Linked DNA regions of Mus musculus: region 1 is linked to region 2. A link is a contact called in public Hi-C data. All regions are on one chromosome and are shown on one strand. The core of a region is the stretch at or near the end of the contact, and the rest is flanking DNA. Distances in the headings are between cores, read along the strand shown.

Region 1 (2,845 bases), core at 103-2,602, 37 kb after region 2:
GCTCTACAGACCAGACTGGCTTCAAACTCACAGAGCTACGTGTGCCTTTGCCTCTGCAATTGCACCACCAGAGCTCAGCTGAGAGCTAACAATTCCTATGAGAGTAGGGGCACTGAGGAGTGAGGGTTGGCTCTGAGAAGAATCAGCATTTCTTTTAAAAATGCTCCAGTGGAACTCATTAAAGAGGTCGATTAGTACCTTTAGAAGGGATAAAAGACTACTTAAATTTGCAAGAAAGGTTCATGGGACTGTAGGGATTAATTTTTTCTCAGCCTCATCTGTTTATGCCAAATATTTCCAGCCAACACGTTAGGGTCTTATTCTTTCCCCAGGTGTACCTTTAACTTGGCCTAAGAGTTCTGGCAAATCTGTTCCTTTAATTGATGCAGCGCCTCTGTAACATTTATAATCGGTCCCTGAGCATGATCTGCAGGCATATCTCTTCTGTGGCTCTCAAGACTACTTCGATGCTGGCATGGATGCACTCTGATTTTCTGCTATATTCTGAGTTATACACCCAAGCCTTCCAATTTGTCCTCTTTCCTGTGGAAGCTCTCCAGGATTATCAGAAAGAGTTGACCATAACGGCATCCTTTGCAATCGTCGTCATCATCATAGGGATTAGGTGGTCTGGCCACTTGAATTTGCAAAGCTTTACCTAAAATTGCATTCGATTTCAAACCACCGTGGGTGATAATTCGAGTAATCACCATCAGTGCATGCCCCATTATGAGAATCCCATTGCTCATTAGCAAAGAGCCCCTTGCAGACTGCATGCTTTAGGAAGGAGAAATTAAAACTGCATAAGCAGTGCAAAGGATTTAGTGATAAGTGAAACTCACAAAGGAAAGGAGGAAGCTGTAGGGTTGGACAAAGACAGCAAAGCAATTCCTAACTTTCAACATTTAGGACAACTCACTGTCCCCGGCTCTCAAGACAGAAGGGCACAAAGCAATTCACTTTCACAGGCAGTTAGGTTGGTGTCTTCTCAGTCATTGGTACTTTATCAAGAGTTCAGAGCAGGGTGGTGGTGGTGGTGGTGGTGGTGGTGGTGGTGGTGGTGGTGGTGGTGGTGGTGGCGGTGGCGGTGGCGGCGGCGGCGATGGCGCATGTCTTTGATCCCAGCACTCAGGAGGCAGAGACAGGTGGATCTCTGTGATCAAGGCCAGCCTGGTCTACAGAGCAAGTGTGAGTTCCAGAACAGCCAGGGATACACAGAGAAACCCTGTCTCAAACAAACAAACAAACAAACAAAACAAACCAATAACGACGACAACAAGAGTTCAGTGTTGGTCTTTGTTATTGGTTTCTTGGGAATGGAACAGCAGCTAAATCACCCATATAAAAGTGAGGCCTCAGGGCTGGAGAGATGGCTCAGCAGCTAGTCATGTGTACTGCTTCTTGGACAGGACGTGGTGTATCTGGTACCCAGTGCCCAAAACCACCTGTAATTCCAGCTCCAGAGGATATGGTGCTCTCTTCTGGCTTCAGGCATTCACACACGAGTTCACACACATCCACAGACATAAAAATAAATCTTAGAATAGAACGGGGCATGGTGGAGGATAGAGTAGGTGAGACAGCTACCATATTTCCTCTTGGAAAAGATACCGAGAAGAAAGCTGGGGAAGTGTTGACTAGAAAAAGAAAGCTAGGGTGTCACAATCGCCTGGAGGGCTTGTTAAAACAGTCTCTGCTGGGCCAAATTCCCAAGGCTTCTGAAGGCTTAGGAGTTCTGGGTGGGGCTTAGATAATTTGCATTTCTAACAAGTTCCCAGATGATGCTGATGCTGCTTGCCTGGAGACCTTGTTTTGAGAATCACCAGCTTAAATGCAGGAAATGGTTAGACAACTGAGGTACTCAGCAACTGAGATCACAATCATCTAGGTCAATGTATATCTTAGATCCACAGCCTCATGGGATGAGGCAGACAAATGGACACAGAATGTCATGAAATCAGAGTGGAGGATAAGGATGGGAGAATGACAGAGCTTGTTGTGTTAGAGATGGCAGTCAAGGCAGGCAGCTCTATGAAGAAACCATTGCATGGAGACCTTAATGAACAGAGAACAGCACACTTGTGACAGTTTATATTAATATTTCCTCAAAAAAGTTTTCCATGTTGGAGATAAATTAATGGAGAATGTTAACAGATTTAAGAGTGGTGAATTACTAGAGTAATTGAACCAATGGGTCCGTTACACTTTGGAATTCCTTTACCTTTTTATGACCTAAGTCATGGCCTATGGTAGTAATTGATTTAAAAGGTTGCGTTTTTACTATTCCCTTGCAGGAACAGGATAGGGAAAGGTTTGCTTTCGCTGTGCCTACTTATAATAATGTCCAATCTGTAAACAGGTATCAGCGGAAAGTTCTTCCACAGGAAATGAAAAGCTGTGGATGCAGCGATGCAGTTATAGCCAACTCTGATAACCCTGGAAAGCTTACACCGAAAAGAGGACAAATTGAAAGGCTCGAATGTATAATTCAGAATACAGATTAGAACTGAGCAGGAGACGTCTCCTGAAAACCTTGGCCACTGACCCGAAAAGCACTTTTTTTTTTTTTTTAAAGATTTATTTATTTATTATATGTGAGTACACTGTAGCTGTCTTCAGACACTCCAGAAGAGGGGGTCAGATCTCCTTATGGATGGTTGTGAGCCACCATGTGGTTGCTGGGATTTGAACTCCGGACCTTCGGAAGAGCATTCGGGTGCTCTTACCCACTGAGCCATCTCTCCAGCCCGAAAAGCACTTATTTTATTGAAAATGTCCCTGCTTATAATTTCTTGCTACATACAGTGCAATTAATGACTTAAAACATGTAGTGACATTTCTAAGA
Region 2 (2,714 bases), core at 16-2,515:
TTAAAGATTCCTATCTTCCCGTGAGCAACTGGGAACCTGATACTGGATGAGTGTGGGAGTGTGGAGGGAGACAACTCAAGCAGCTAAAGAGAGTTAATCTCACATAGGATTGACTGCTAAGCTTCCAGAGCGACTCAGAAGAAGAAATTACAACTTTTTTTTTTTTAATCAGTGATTAATTCTGTCAACTTAAACGGGGAGTCGGGGGTGGGGTGGCTACTGGGAGGCGCGAAAGCCGCTACTGTAGGAAATTACCGGTGACGGTACAAAGTAAGTTTATGACTTAAAGGACACAGAGATCATCCTAAAGTACTAGAAAAGCCTCGAGGAGGGCGAGCACTCGCTGCAGTCCCAGGCCAAAATGGAGTTCCCTAAACCTTCTACCAGGAAAAGTTGAATCCCATCCCGAAACCACGGCGAGGTGACACGCCGGCAGGGACTTGGCAAAAAGAAGCGGCAATCCCTGCCACACTTTCCCGAGTACCGCAGGGCCAGGGCAGCGCAAGCTGCCGCTCCCTGAGAAAGCAGAGGTGCCATGCCTGGCTGTCCCCGACGCCCCGGGCTCCTCTGCCACCAGCGGCGAGGAGCAGAGAGTTCGGGACAGTTCGCCCTCCTAAGACTTCGGGCACAGGAGAGGCCGGGAACCAAAGTGCGGGAGTCGTCTTAGATCCCGGGGGGGGGGGGGACAAATAAAAATAAGAAGATAAAACGGGACAGTGAGAGACATGGCAAGTGGCGGACCCACACAGCTCCGGCTGCGAAGCCACGGAGAGAAAAGGAGCCGAGCCCAGCGAGCTGAGTTAAGACGATGAGCCAGACAGACAAAAAAGCGACAGGGCAGGAGCCCAGGGGGACCTGAGGGGACGAGACGGAAGTTCTGCGGAGAGACCTAAAGGAAGCGGGGCTCCCGGGGACCACGGGGCTTTCGGGGAGGTCGGAGGGAAGGCAAGACGCTCAGCGGCGGCGGCGGCGATAGTGGCGGCTCCCGGCTCCGCTCCTCAGCCAAGTGGAAACTCCGGACCAACCAACCATCCTCATCCGCCGCCCGGGTGCGGGTGGGGGAGGGGGCGCCGCTGCCCCCCGGCCCCTGTACCCCACTTCCGACTGCGCCCAGCGCCCCGACCTCAGGGCGGCCCGGCGCCTTCCCTCGGTCAGAAACACTCACAATTCGCCTCTCCCTGATTTCTCCCAGTTCTTTATCCACTCTGCGGGAACCACCACAGCCGCGGCCGCCATCTTCCCCTCGCTAGTAACAGTGGCCCGGATGTGTAGCTCCCGAGCGCGGGGTCAAAGGGGAGCGCCGCCCACGGGGAGTGACGGAAGCTGCGAACTCGGGTTTAGATTTCCCGCCCCACCTACTTCCCCACCAAACGGAAGTCCTGGGCCAGGCCGACAAAGAGGTGGCGGGTGCCACAGCTCTCACCCCTACTTCCCTTTAGAACATATACACATTAAACAAAAAACAAAAACGCCAGGCCGCTGTGGCCTTTATGATCTCCCGTAATCTCTACCCCAAGCCACTAATTCAAACTCGTAATTTTTCAATCACTCGGTCTGTTAGGCATTGGTGGATGCTGGAACTGTAAGCCATGACATGAGCTTCTGGAAAAAAAGGAACATGAGATAAGAAATATCTCAACTAACGACTAAATAGAAAATTAATACGGACAGGGCACACATAATGGACAAAAGCTGGGAACCGCATGCTCCGCCAAATCCTAACTCCTTACTTGAGCTGTCAAACTAGGGAGTATTACTATGCCGAGAAACGATGTTTAAGGTGTTATAATCTCTCTACAAAAAATATTTCTTATTACAAAGAGAAAACGTTACTGTAGGAAAATATGGAAGATATCTCCCTGTGTTGGTGAAAATAAATTCCACCAGGGTTAGAGCTATACCTTCAGTGGTGGCTCACGCCTTTAATCCCAGCACTGGGGAGGCAGAGGCAGGCAGATTTCTGAGTTCCGGGCCAGCTTGGTCTACAGCTTGAGTTCCAGGACAGCCAGGGCTACACAGAGAAACCCTGTCTCGAAAAACCAAAACCAAAAACAAAAAAACAAAAAAACAAAAAAAAAAAAAAAAAAAACCCTGTAGCTGTGGTCTAGAGCACTTGCTTACCTTGAACCAGGCTCTGCTTTGGTACTTCACTACTGGGGGGAAAAAGCTAAATTATCTCAGAAACAGAGCAAGTGAACCAGGCACAGGGTTCCACAGATATAATTCCAACACTTGGGAACCTGAGGCAGGAACATAGCAACTTCCCATTGGCCTGAATGTAATTAATGCAAGGTAGACAAGCAAGTGAAAAGACGGACACCATGGGACTGCCCGTGAAATGCCTGTGAAGTGCTAGAAGAAACACTACTCAAATTTTAAAAATTGTTAATACCCAAATTTTATATATTAATTCAATATTGTAGGGCAGCAGTCATAACCATTATTGAGAGAGAATCTACAAAATTACTACCCTGTACTTTTCAAAGTTGCCAAGCTCTTAGAAGATAGTAATTCTTCCAGATTTTTGAAGACTGGAGGCAGAGGCAGAAGGATCTCTGTGAGTCACAGGCCAGTATTATCTACATAGCAAGCTCCAAGCCTGCCAAATGATTACATACAGACTTTTTTAAAAAGATTAATGGAAACAAGAAATACAAGGGATTTTCTCCCCTCCAAAAATCATATTTTTCTTTTGCTATAAAGGGCATTACTGG

What was found. Hi-C and Micro-C count contacts between places; a contact is called where the count stands out from the background.
Region 1: a contact with region 2 is called in a Hi-C map of olfactory sensory neurons, with 1.7 times the contacts expected there. The contact joins the enhancer-like site here to the promoter of Thoc2 in region 2. A contact is called at or near these places in 2 of 39 promoter capture datasets (3T3-L1-derived adipocytes and embryonic stem cells), 2 of 484 Hi-C or Micro-C datasets (adipose-derived mesenchymal stem cells and olfactory sensory neurons), 3 of 115 datasets of contacts at active chromatin or transcription factors (the SCID.adh cell line, embryonic fibroblasts and embryonic stem cells) and 3 of 9 other capture datasets (adipose tissue, liver and pancreatic islet).

The regions. Positions count from the first base shown.
Region 1 is chrX:41,947,134-41,949,978 of GRCm38.p6, forward strand. No RefSeq gene overlaps it. Among named protein-coding and RNA genes, the nearest start is that of Thoc2, 37 kb to the left of the region's middle. Within about 2 kb of position 1,353, at least 3 of the 459 cell types and tissues checked have an H3K27ac peak or open chromatin away from gene starts, as enhancers often do. A contact at or near this core is called in olfactory sensory neurons, where this site is marked.
Region 2 is chrX:41,910,636-41,913,349 of GRCm38.p6, forward strand. It overlaps Thoc2 (THO complex 2), which reads right to left and starts at 1,266. Exons shown (of 39, transcript NM_001033422.1): 1 at 1,166-1,266. The coding sequence starts at 1,236.